Regions from separate parts of the Pan troglodytes genome. Here region 1 is linked to region 2. A link is a contact called in public capture Hi-C data. All regions are on one chromosome and are shown on one strand. Each heading gives the region's core, a stretch centred on a gene start, on an enhancer-like site or on the middle of the called end of the contact. The rest is flanking DNA. Distances are from core to core; before and after follow the strand shown.

Evidence for each region. Capture Hi-C pulls out chosen DNA fragments and counts their contacts.
Region 1: a contact with region 2 is called in a capture Hi-C map of stem cell-derived neural stem cells, with 3 times the contacts expected there. The contact joins two enhancer-like sites. A contact is called at or near these places in 2 of 7 Hi-C or Micro-C datasets (both in induced pluripotent stem cells) and 1 of 1 other capture datasets (stem cell-derived neural stem cells).

Annotation. Positions count from the first base shown.
Region 1 is chr1:222,892,077-222,897,972 of NHGRI_mPanTro3-v2.0_pri, reverse strand. GPR157 (G protein-coupled receptor 157) reads right to left here. Exons shown (of 4, transcript XM_016953592.4): 2 at 2,253-2,466. Among named protein-coding and RNA genes, the nearest start is that of GPR157, 17 kb to the right of the region's middle. Within about 2 kb of position 2,087, at least 1 of the 24 cell types and tissues checked has an H3K27ac peak or open chromatin away from gene starts, as enhancers often do. A contact at or near this core is called in stem cell-derived neural stem cells, where this site is marked.
Region 2 is chr1:222,744,872-222,751,107 of NHGRI_mPanTro3-v2.0_pri, reverse strand. All of the region lies in intron 3 of H6PD (hexose-6-phosphate dehydrogenase/glucose 1-dehydrogenase), which reads left to right. Among named protein-coding and RNA genes, the nearest start is that of H6PD, 19 kb to the left of the region's middle. Within about 2 kb of position 2,782, at least 7 of the 24 cell types and tissues checked have an H3K27ac peak or open chromatin away from gene starts, as enhancers often do. A contact at or near this core is called in stem cell-derived neural stem cells, where this site is marked.

The DNA.
Region 1 (5,896 bases), core at 838-3,337, 150 kb before region 2:
CCACCTCGGTCTTCCAAAGCGCTGGGATTACAGGCGTGAGCCACCGCGCCCGGCCCTAATTTTTTTTTTTTTTTTTTTTTGAGATGGAGTCTTGCTCTGTGGCCCAGGCTAGAGTACAATGGTGCAATCTCGGCTCACTGCAACCTCTGCCTCCCGGGTTCAAGTGATTCTCCTGCCTCAGCCTCCTCAGTAGCTGGGATTCCAGGCACCTGCCACCACGCCCGGCTAATTTTTGTATTTTTATTAGAGACGGGGTTTCACCACGTTGGCCAGGCTGGTCTTGAACTCCTGACCTCAGGTGATCTACCTGCCTCGGCCTCCCAAAGTGCTGGGATTACAGGTGTGAGCCACCATGCCCAGCCTTAATTTTAATTTTTATTTATTTTTTTTGAGGTGCAGTCTTGCTCTGTCGCCCAGGCTGGAGTGCAGTGGCGTAACCTCGGCTCACCGCAACCTCCATTTCTTGGGTTCAAGTGATTCTCCTGCTTCAGTCTCCCGAGTAGCTGGGACTACAGGCGTGTGTCACCACATCCAGCTAATTTTTGTTATTTTTGGTAGAGACAGGGTTTCACTGTGTTGGCCACACTGGTCTGGAACTCCTGACCTCAAGTGATCCACCCACCTCGGCCCCCCAAACTGTTGGGATTATGGGCATGAGCTACCGCACCCAGTCCAAAAAGATTTCAGACCAATGGGAAGTCCCACAACCATCTCCAGCAAGGACTCCACCTGAGGCAGAAGCGGGGTCTAGGGCGGGTGAGAACTGGTTACATTTCCAAGCAAGAAGAAAAGAGAAAACTAAAGGTCTTGACGTGAGAAGACACAACGGGAGTGGAGGGTGGGGATTAGGTGTCCAGATGGCCACAGCTGCAAGGTGCATCCTGGCTCAGAAATGGCTGCTGGGAGGACAGAATGGCCTACAAGATGGGTACACACCCTCCTACAATTTCAGCCCTGAAAACTCAGAGGGCAAATAGAAACACAGGGACTCACGCCAGCAAGCCTGCAGGATGAGCCCGGAAGTCTAAATTTAGAGCATTTCCTCTGGACCTATCTTACTGCCCCAGCCACTCCTCACATTGAATCTTTGCCTGTAGTTACTTGCACTTCTGCCTCTCTCCAGGAGGGCAGGATCCATGTCCGAGTCCTCAAGATGAACTCCCATGCTATACAGCACTTTGGTGCTAGGAGATGCTCAGTAAAAACATACTGAATGAGGCCAGGCGCGGTGGCTCACGCCTGTAATCCCAGCATTTTGGGAGTCCGAGGCGGGCGGATCACTTGAGGTCAAGAGTTCCAGACCAGCCTGGCCAACATGGTGAAACCCTGCCTCTACTAAAAAAACAAAAATTAGCTGGGCGTGGTGGCACGTGCCTATAATCCCAGCTACTCGGGAGACTGAGGTAGGAGAACCACTTGAACCTGGGAGGCAGAGGTTGCAGTGAGCCGAGATTGTGCCACTGCACTCCAACCTGGGCGACAGAGCAAGACCCTGTCTCAAAAATAAATAAATAAATAAAACTAAAATAACATACAGAATGAGTGACCGAGTGGATTAAAGAATGGGTTAATCTGTGGCCTTTTGCAGGCGTTTGCTTGTGGCCAGGAGGAAGCCCCTAGTTCCACATGTGCAGACTGGGAGGCAGGAACAAGGAGGAACTGGGCCAAGGTGTCAGAGGAAAGCCATTCTTTCCTAGGCTCTCCAGCCAGCCCAGCCCACTCATTTCTGAATTCCGGAAACCCCTGCCATTTAGGATATAATAAATCACTAGGAAAATTTAGGTGAGTTATTTGCATCACTGATTGTGAAATTCCACAGTCCTCCCTTCCCCTGGGGCAGCCCGGCCTTGGGTCCGTCCTCGCCTTTTCGCTAAATTCCTCGAGTTTAAGCAGCCACCACAGGCCGTCCACCAGGGGGCAGGAGAGGGCCGTGACCGACGACACAGCAGCCCTGTCCGCCGCAGCCCTGTGCCCCCACAGGCCCTTAATCGGCTAAGCCTCGTTTCCTTATCTACAAAGGAGTAACAGGACCCGGCTCCTAACGAGGCAGCAGGAACCAATGCACGATCCGTGTAACACAGCGTGTTGCATGGTGTCTGGTGCACAGTAAGTGCCTGGTCCCCTCTGGCCCATCACTGGTTCTGTCCCCAGAGACGCAACCTGTCCCCTCGGGTGGCCAAACTCAATGCCAGGCCTTGCACCTGGGCGCAGCAGCCATATAGAGGGCCCTGAGCTCTGAGGGCAGCGCCTACCGCTCTGTTGATGTGCTTCCGGACCAGGAGGTACAGCAGAGGCAGCAGCACATATGCCAGCATCTCCCACAGCTTCCCCGTCAGCAGCATCCACAGGACATGGTCCTTGGCCTCCAGGTCGATCCAGCACCAGCCCACAGACACGTCCGAGGCATCATAGCCAATCTTCTTCAGGGCGACGGCTGCCACAGTGATGACCAACGGGACCCCCCAGCTGAGGAAGGAGGAGAGAAAGAGGCATCGGGGTCAGGCCATGGCTCCCGGCAATGTCAGCCTTCGCAAAAATGACGGAGGACACCCTTCAGAAAGGGGATGCTCTCCAGAGCCTGGATGGCACAGTGGCCCTGGAAAATAAGAAGGGGTAGGTGTTGCCCTGGGAGCCTGGCTCTACTTTAGAATTCTTCGGGGACTGGCATTAGAATGGAGTGACGTGGGACAGCCAGCTCCCAGCGTGTGCCCAGCTCCTTTTGCATACATGTGTGTACAGAGTTCGAGACCAGGCCGGCCAACATGGTGAAACCCTGTCTCTACCAGAAATACAAAAATTAGCCGGGCGTGGTGGTGCACACCTGTAATCTCAGCTACTTGGGAGGCTGAGGCAGGAGAATCATTTGAACCCAGGAGGTGGAGGTTGCAGTGAGCTGAGATTGTGCCATTGCGTTCCAGCCTGGGTGACAGAGTGAGACTCCATCTCAAAAAAAGAAAAAAGAAAAGAGTTTTGTATACATGTGTGTACAGAGCACAGGCACAGGGCCAGGCAGGTGTGTGAGTGTTTGCTGGTGTCATGACTGTTGTGAGTCATGTCCTGCTGTCCCAGGGTTCAGGCCTGTGGTGCAGACAGTGGTGCTGCGTGAGGCCTGTCTGGTTTCTGTTCCAGGAAGCCTTGGGCACCAGTGTGCGAACACCTGTCCATGCTCGTGCAAATGTGCCACAAACGATCAGCACCCCCTGGTCAGCCCTTGGGTCTAGGAGTGCACACATCGGGGGCTTAGGGTTGCCTGGGCAGGGAATTCCAGGGTTCTGCTTACCTTCGGCAGGCTCTAGGAGGGGGAACGTGAGCTTTGGGCAGTGCGTCCCTTTGGCCTTGAGGACTTCTTACACAATGGCGGGGAATGGAACCTGGCAAGGGTCAACGGGGACCTTTGAAAAATAAAGCTCAGGTAGGGGCCCCTCCAAGGGCAGTGTTGGGCTCAGTTTTCTTTTTTCTTTTTTTGAGACGGAGTCTCGCTCTGTCACCCAGGCTGGAGTGCAGTGGCACAATCTCAGCTCATTGCAACCTCCACCTCCTGGGTTCAAGCGATTCTCCTGCCTCAGCCTCCTAAGTAGCTGAGATTACAGGCGTGCACCACCAAGCCCGGCTAATTTTTATATTTCTACTAGAGACAGGGTTTCACCATGTTGGCCAGCCTGGTCTTGAACTCCTGACCTCAGGTGATCCACCTGCCTCAGCCTCCCAAAGTGCTGGGATTATAGGCCTGAGCCACCATGTCCGGCCCGGGCTCAGTTTTCTAGAGCGCTCTCCCACAGCCAGCCACACAGCCAGGAGCAGGCCCCTTCCCTGTGGTCCTTGAACCAGTCTGTTCCTTACATAGCAATGGAGCACACAAAGGCTATAGTGGCTCCTGAGAGAGGCAGGTAGTGGGGTAGTTAAGAGCTTGGATTTTAGTGTAGTGGGCTTGGATTTTAGTGCAGCGGGCTGGATCCAAGTCCCACTTCTGCCCCTGCTCGGGCAAGTTATTTAGCCTCAACACGTCAGGTTCTCTGCAAAGTGTGGATGACGACAGTGACTACAGGGTGTCATTGCAGGGTCGTTATGAGAATAAACAAATACATGTGTGTACAGAGCACAGGGCCAGGCAGGTGTGTGAGTGTTTGCTGCTGTCGTGAGTCACGTCCTGCTGTCCCAGGGTTCAGGCCTGTGGTGCAGACACTGCTGCTGTGTGGGGCCCGTCTGGTTTCTGTCCTGGGAAGAAGACACAAGTACCCCTGTCCTAGGTCAGGTGCCTGGAGCGCAAAGCCTTAGGTAAACAGGAATGATACTATGACAACTATGAGATCAGAGTTCAACATGAATCTGAGGCCAGAATGAGGCCAGGAGAACTGTGCTTCAAGGGTTTCTCCCAAATGCTGCAGGGCTGGCAGAGCAGGCCGGGCAGGGATGAGGATGGAAGGGAAAAGTCAGTTCCCTGGGACTGGGAAGGCCTCATGCAGGATGCTTCCAGAACAGAGGGGCCCTGGCCAACCATCCCCTCTGCAGCATTCTCCAGTCCCCACTGGCCTCTGTAGGGAAGGGCAGGAGGGCTGATGGCAGAGTCACATCACCCTCAGTGGCCTCGGTGGCAGGAGGCAGCATGTCCTGTTGGAAGTCCCAAAGACACAGGAGCAAAAAGACCACAAAAGGCCAGGCGCGGTGGCTCATGCCTGTAATCCCAACACTTTGGGAGGCCAAGGTGGGCAGAACACTTGGGGTCAGGAGTTTGAGGCCAGCCTGGCCAACATAGTGAAACCCCGTCTCTACTAAAAGTACAAAAATTGGTGGGCGTGGTGGTGCATGCCTGTAATCCCAGCTACTTGGGAGCCTGAGGCAGGAGAATCGCTTGAACCTGGGAGGCAGAGGTTGCGGTGAGCCGAGATCACGCCACTGCACTCCAGCCTGGGTGACAGAGCAAGACCCTGTCTCAAAAAAAAACCAAACACACACACACACACACACACAACACCCATAAAAGAAAGGGTTGTTTTAAAACTCATGACAGGCCAGGCGAGGTGGCTCACGCCCGAATCCCAGGACTTTTGGGACTTTGGGAGGCCGAGACAGGTGGACCACCTGAAGTCACGAGTTCGAGACCAGCCTGGCCAACATGGTGAAACTCCATCTCTACCAAAAATACAAAAATTAGCCAGGTGTGCTAGTGCGTCCCTGTAATCCCAGCTTAGTGGGAGGCTGAGGTGGGAGAATCCCCTGAATCCAGGAGGTGGAGGTTGCAGTGAGCTGAGATTGCGCCACTGAACTCCAGCCTGGATGACGAAGTGAGACTCTGTCTCAAAAAAAAAAAAAAAGTAATCGGCTCTTCAAGTGCCACCACGTCAATCCTCTAGTCATAATGTGCTGTTCCTCGTTACTTTACAGTTGCAGGATTCCGCTAAGGAATTCTGGGAAGGAGGTGAGCACTGTATGTAGGCACAGTCCCCCTGCAGGAGGCTGGTCTGGAGCTGGGGTCACTCAAATAGGGGATTCCCCTCTGAGTTGGGCCTGGGAGGGTCACGGTCGGCACAGCACTCCTTTGGGCTCCCTCTGCATCCCGACGGGCCCTCATGGGAAACCGGGGGACCACACGGAACCGCACTCTGTAACTTTAGGGTTGCAGTACTAAAGCTACAAGGCGGTAGATTTCTTCTGTGATACTGAGTTTGTGCTGGGAAGTAACCAAAGGGAAGGTCAAATAGGCAGAGGGTTTTGAAAGGGTTAAGAATGTGGGTTTAAATTAGCCAGGCGTGGCAGTACACACCTGCAATCCCAGCTACTCAGGAGGCTGAGGCAGGAGAATCATCTGAACCCGAGAGGCAGAGGTTGCAGTGAGCCGAGATTGTGCCACTGCACTTCAGCCTGGGTGACAGAGCGAGACTCCGTCTCAAAAAAAAAA
Region 2 (6,236 bases), core at 1,533-4,032:
CACACACACCGCAGGCCATTCTCCCCCACTCCCCACCCTACACACACGGCAGGCCATTCTCCCCCACTCCCCACCCTACACACACCGCAGGCCATTCTCCCCCACTCCCCACCCCACACACACCGCAGGCCATTCTCCTCCACTCCCCACCCCACACACACCACAGGCCATTCTCCCTCACTCCCTACCCTGTCCTCTGCCCTGCCAAGGGTTCCGGTGGATCCCAGCTGCCCTCCACCCCTGCAGTGGTGCAACCCTAGCTGACTCCTAGGCAGGGGTGGCACCTGCGTAACCGAAGCCAGCACCCTGAGTGCTGGGAAGGGAGGGGCTGCAAGCCAGGCTTGGGAAATGGAGCATTCCCGGTCCAGAGCTGCTGCAGGCCCCGGGAAAGGGACTTCTGAGCTGCAAGGTCGTTTGGATGTCTTCCCCCACCCGCATCACACACATCTAAGTGGGTGGAAGCCGGCTTCCCCGGCTCCCTCCCCTCCATCCTCCATGCTGGGTGAGTGTTGTTTTTTTTTTTCCTGCTGCAGCCTCTGGCCCAGAGGAGTTTGCTGCAGAGTCAAGGCTGCTGCACAGGCCGGAGGGGGTGGGGAGGAGGAAAGGAAGACGCGATCTGGTTCCCAGCTCCCTCTCAGCCTGACCTGGGGTGCTCCTCCTGTGCGTCCCAGTCCGTGAGCCCCTGAGAGTCACAGCCCCCCTGGGTACCCTGGCTGGGGTCTCGAAGCAGCATGGGCCATAAAAGGAGAGTCACTGAGCCTCCTTCATCCCAGAGATGACCCTGGCTGGCCCTCATCATGGCATCGGGAGGGCTCTGCAGACAGGTGGGCCCATGTGATTAATGGGCTGTGTTCAGCTGTCTGGGTCCGGCTGCCTTTTCTGTCGGGAGTGCTGGAATTGGAACTGAGGTCTTGGCACCTCAGAGCCTGAGCCTCTAACCACTGAGCTCCACAGCCTCCCCAGCTGGCCAGGCCCTCAGCAGTTGGCCTCCCTGCTGGAACGCACTCGAGGCCAGTCTCCTTGCTGCCCTAGTTTCCCCTCTGTGTAGAAGGCCTGCTGCTGTTGTTGTTGCTGCTGCTGTTGTTGTTGTTGTTGTTAGAAAGAAGGAGGGAGACTTCCTGAGGACATCACTGCTGGGAGGGTCCCTGTCCTGACATGGGGGAAAGGAGCTTGATGCTTGCCCACCTCTGAGGGCTGGAGTGACCGTTCACTGCCTCTCACTGAGGGACCAGGGCATCCAGGGTCCTTCCAGGCACACACCAGCTGTCCCGCCTTCCAGCCTGGTGTGCCAGAAGGGGCCAGGAGCTCACTCAGCAGGGCCGGTTCCCCTTCCCGCCCCCTCTGCAGAGCTGTCTGCAAGGTGAGCCCAGGGCAGCTGCCGGATCTCCTGTCCAGAGAGAGCACCAGCAAGCACACTGCGCTCTCCTTGGCCCTCACCTCTTTTTATTTTTAGTAATCCCAGAAGGTGTTGATAGGGATTGCAGCTGGCTCTTAGTTGTCTTTTTTTTTTTTTTAATCTATTTTTGTTGAGAAAACCTGGATTTCCCACAATGTGGAAGCAATGAGGAAGGGGTTTCTGGTCCCGGTTCTGAAGGCTGTGACCTTCAGCGCACATCTATACAATGCTGATAGCCCCGGCACCTCTCTCTCTTGGGTGGTTCTAAGGATTAAATCAGATAATGCACACGGAAATACGTTACAAATGGAAGTGTTGTTGTTCTTCCAAGTTTGCAAGGAGAGGCAGCGGCAGTGTTCTTGCAGTGTGTCTGAGTTCCACGTGACTTATATTGGATTATTATATAAATCCTGTAATTGATCTGTCATACTTTTATGTCCATTCTTTATGTCATATTTCTCTCTCACATATACATACACAGTTGTATACATGCTTAAATCTCTATGTATTAGCAGTCTGCACAACATATACCTTTTAATATTTATATTTCTGTTCAGTTCTGTTCATACCACAGAATATGTGTTATAAACTCTTTATTAAGCTTTTTGGTTGTTTCTAGTTTTTTGCTATTTTATTATTATTATCTTGGAGTCTTGTTATGTTACCCAGGCCGGTCTTGAACGCCTGGTCTCAAGCGATCCTCTCTTGCTTTAACCTCCCAAATAGCTGAGACTACAGGAGTGCTCCACCTCCCCGGCTTCTATCTTAGATAGTACTTTGTGAGCTTTTTTAAAAATTGAGATACAATGCACATACCACAAAATTTACGCTTTTAAAATATAAAATTAAGTGGTTTTTAGTATATTTACAAAGTTATGCAACTACTATCTAATTCGAGAACATTTATGAGCATTTTAAAAAACATATTCCCTTTAAGTATATACTTCGGCAGTAGAACGACGGGGCCGAAGGGGAGAAGTGCTTTCTAGCTGTTACTCTCTGTTATGAGTCTGAGCAGCACAGCTGGCGGGCACAGCCATGGCCCCCCTGCTTTGTCATCCTCTGACCTTGGACGAGCTCTGGATGCGCACAGGTGGGAGCCAAGTTTACAGGGGGTCTTTCCTCCCAGTGTCCACCCTGGTTGTGCTTTTCTCTATCCTTTTCATATACTGATGGGTTTCAACCCTCAACTTTCAACCCGGGAAAATACACTAGGAGCCAATATAGATCATTTTTAGGAGAAATCAGTCCACAATAATGGGCAGTAACTAGAAAAGATCAACATCAGCAGGAGGGCCAGCCCCTCGCCTCCTGTCCTTGCACTCAGCTGCATGGCCTCTTCCCGGGGAGGTGCCAGGCCACAGTCCCGGTCACTGCATTAAACTCTGAAAAGACGGAGCCAACCAGGCAAAGTCCATAAATCTACAGGCCGTGTTAAACACAGGCGCACCCCCTGAAGCTTGAAATTAAGGAATAAAGGAAGCTCTCTTTTACCCAGCAGGTAGTAAACCCGTGGAATGCATTCTTTTTGAGAATTGAGAGAGGATAAAAATAGGAAAGGGGCCGCTTAGGGATTCGCTACATTAATGAATAGTAAGCAGATAACAGGGCTTTTAGGGACTCTGTTGTGTTCCCTTCATCAAAAATTCATCTGTTTTTAAAGCTTTGAGTATGCTGTTGACATATAAATCCACTGTAATTCATTGATTGGAAGACATATTTTTCATATTTGGACGTCTCTGAAGTTGGGTTTATCCTTAATGGGGTGACATACTGGAACTGGAAACCCTTTTCTTTCTTAGGGGTTATAAAACAGCGATGCTTCCGCCACTGATGGCATTTCAGGTTTGATGAAATCCAGTTTATCTCCAGTGTGCGTTGTCTCCCCAGGCCCTAGTTTATACTTCCAGCCGCCTTTTAGATCATTTCATGGGGTGTTGCACCATCCCTTCAGATTCAGCAGATTTAGAATGAAAACCATCACTGCATTTTTCTCATGAAATACCAACTGTGTTTTCTAACCTCTTTATTTCAAATGGGAACAGTGCTCTCTGAGTGACCAGGCTGGTAGCCCTTCTCTTACAGCATCTGTCATAAGAAAAATTCCAACCAGTCTTTATCAGTGTTTCCTGTGTGCTAGCCACTGTTCCAAGCCCTGTGTGGATATTAACTCCTTCAGGCCCACAGAAGCCCTGTAAGGGAGGTGCGGGGATTGTTGCTTGTTGGTATGTGAGGTGACGTCAGTTGCTGGAGATCACAGGGCTGAAAGATGGCAGAGCCGGTATTTAAACCGCGGCAGGCTGGGCACAGTGGCTTATACCTGTAATCCCAGCACTTTGGGAGGCTGAGACGGGTGGATCACTTGAGGTCAGGAGTTCAAGACCAGCCTGGTCAAATGGTGAAACCCCATCTCCACTAAAAATACAAAAATTATCCAGGCATGGTAGTGTGTGCCTGTAATCCCAGCTACTCGGGAGGCTGAGGCAGGAGAATTGCTTGAACCCAGGAGGCGAAGGTTACAGTGAGCCAAGATCACGCCACTGCACTCCAGCCTGGGTAACAGGGGGAGACTCCATCTCCAATAAAATAAAACAAAATAAGATAAGATAAAATAAACTGGAGCAGCCTGGCTCCAGAGACCACACTCCAGATCACAGCTCTGTACCACCATTCAAGGATCCAGCCAGTCACCAAGTAGTTTGTATTCATCTGCTATAATAACTTCTTTGCAGTTCACTGTGACTTGGTTCCCTCCTACCTTTGTTACTTCCTTTGATGGCAGCAAAGGCTGCCTCACTGATTTCACTACCACCAGTCCCATCCTGTTCATCTTGGAGGTCGCAGACAGCTTCATCTTCCTGAAGTACCTCTTTCGTGCTTCTGCTTCCCTGTTCTAAAACCTTTTTAAAAAAGTTTTATTGAGCTGTAACTCACAAATCCTACTACACTTTACCCAGTTAAGGTGGACAGGCCAGTGAGCTTTCGTGTATTCACAGAGTTGTGTGTCAGTACCACAATCAATTTTAGGACATGTTCATCACGGCAAAGGAAGCCCTGTACCCCTTAGTTGTCATCCCACAATTTCCCCCTCTCCCCAGCTCCTGGCAACCACAGAAATGCATTCTCTCTGCGGGGTTGCCTGTTCTGGATATTTTGTACATATAGGATCATACGGTGTGTGGTTTCCATCAGTTAGCATCCTGGGTTCAGAGTTCACCCATGTTCTAGCATGTACCAGCACTTCATTTCTTTTTACTGCTGAATAATATCTTATTGTATAGATATACCATACTTTATCCAGTCACCAGTTAGTGGACATTTGGGTTGCCTCTACTTTTTGGCTGTTATATATAATGCTGCAATGAGCATTCATGTACAAGCTTTTGTGTGGACCTGCATTTTTATTTCTCTTGAGTATAAACCCAGGAGTGGGGTTGCTGGAGGATCATGACTCTGTTTAACTGTTTGAGGCCAAGAACTCTTATTTATTTATTTATTTTTTATTTTTTATTTTTGGAGACAGGGTCTTTATCTGTCGCCCTGGCTGGAGGGCAGTGGTGCAATCATAGCCCACTGCAGCCTCGACCTCCTAGGCTTAAGTGATCCTCCCACCTCAGCCTCCCAAGTAGGTGGGACCACAGGTGTATTTCACCATGCCCAGCTAATTTTTGTATTTTTTGTAGAGATGGGGTTTTGCCATGTTGCCTAGGCTGGTCTTGAACTCCTGGACTCAGGAGATCTGCCCACCTCAGCCTCCCAAAGTGCTGGGATTACAAGCATAAGCCACTGCGCCAGGCCTTAGGTCCCTTTCAAATACAAGATATTCCTGATTTTCCTGTTCTATTATTGCAGGGGAAGGGAAGAATTGTCTTTTTACATTCTCCCGAAAAGGAGAATTGGAAGATTTGGTCACCCTGGGCCCACACTCCTGTGAGGCACCACCTGAATGCACCTGAGGTACTTAACTGTACCTCTGAGGGACACCAGCCTTACTCCATCCTTTTCGCTTTTGCTGGCCCCGGTAGGCATTGGAATCTCTGAGCTTTGCCCTAGACCCCTCCTTCCAGAAGCTCAGCCGTCTTCTTCATTGTGCTCTGTTTCTAAAGGCCAGTGGTGCCCACGCCACTCAACTTCACACCGTTCTGTTGTAGGGTTGAAGAGTGGGTAATTAAAAGGGAAATGTTTTGGGGGTAAGAATTGCAGGCTCTGGGTCCAACTGCCTGGGTTTGAAGCTATTTTTACCTCTTTACCAGCTGTGTGTGACCTTGGGTAAGTTATCCAACCTCTCTGAACTTCAGGTTCCTTATATTTTAAAATAGGGGAAATAGAGGGGCCTCCTTATATGTTGTTATTCTGAGGATAAATGGACTGATCCACAAACATTGCTGGCATCAGTTTCTCTTTTTCTGGATGTCTTCTCAACAATAGCACAAGAACTTGAAGGCCACAACACTACAGAGCTGGGGGATCTCAGCCATTGTTTTCCCAGTGGAGACCACTCTTGGCATTTTGGTTGGCACAGTTGGGCTGGACTTCCTGCTCATTTGAAGGTTTAGTATCCCTGGACAGAGCTGCACCCTCCAGCTCCTGGTTGTTATGGCCGGGGACAGAGTGCCTTCCTACGAGTGGCTGCCGGCTTCATTTCTTGCCCCCCAACACTGGTGCTGCTGTCGGGAATGGCATATCGGGCTGGATTCAGGGCAGGTTGTTCCCCCAGCTGTGACCTGGACATGCTTGCTGTCTGGTTGGCCGGAGAGTGCACACCACCAACCTGGTCAGGGCAGGTGCCCAGGACTGGCGCCATGGACCCAGAGTGGCTGCTGGGAGGGGAGCATGCTGG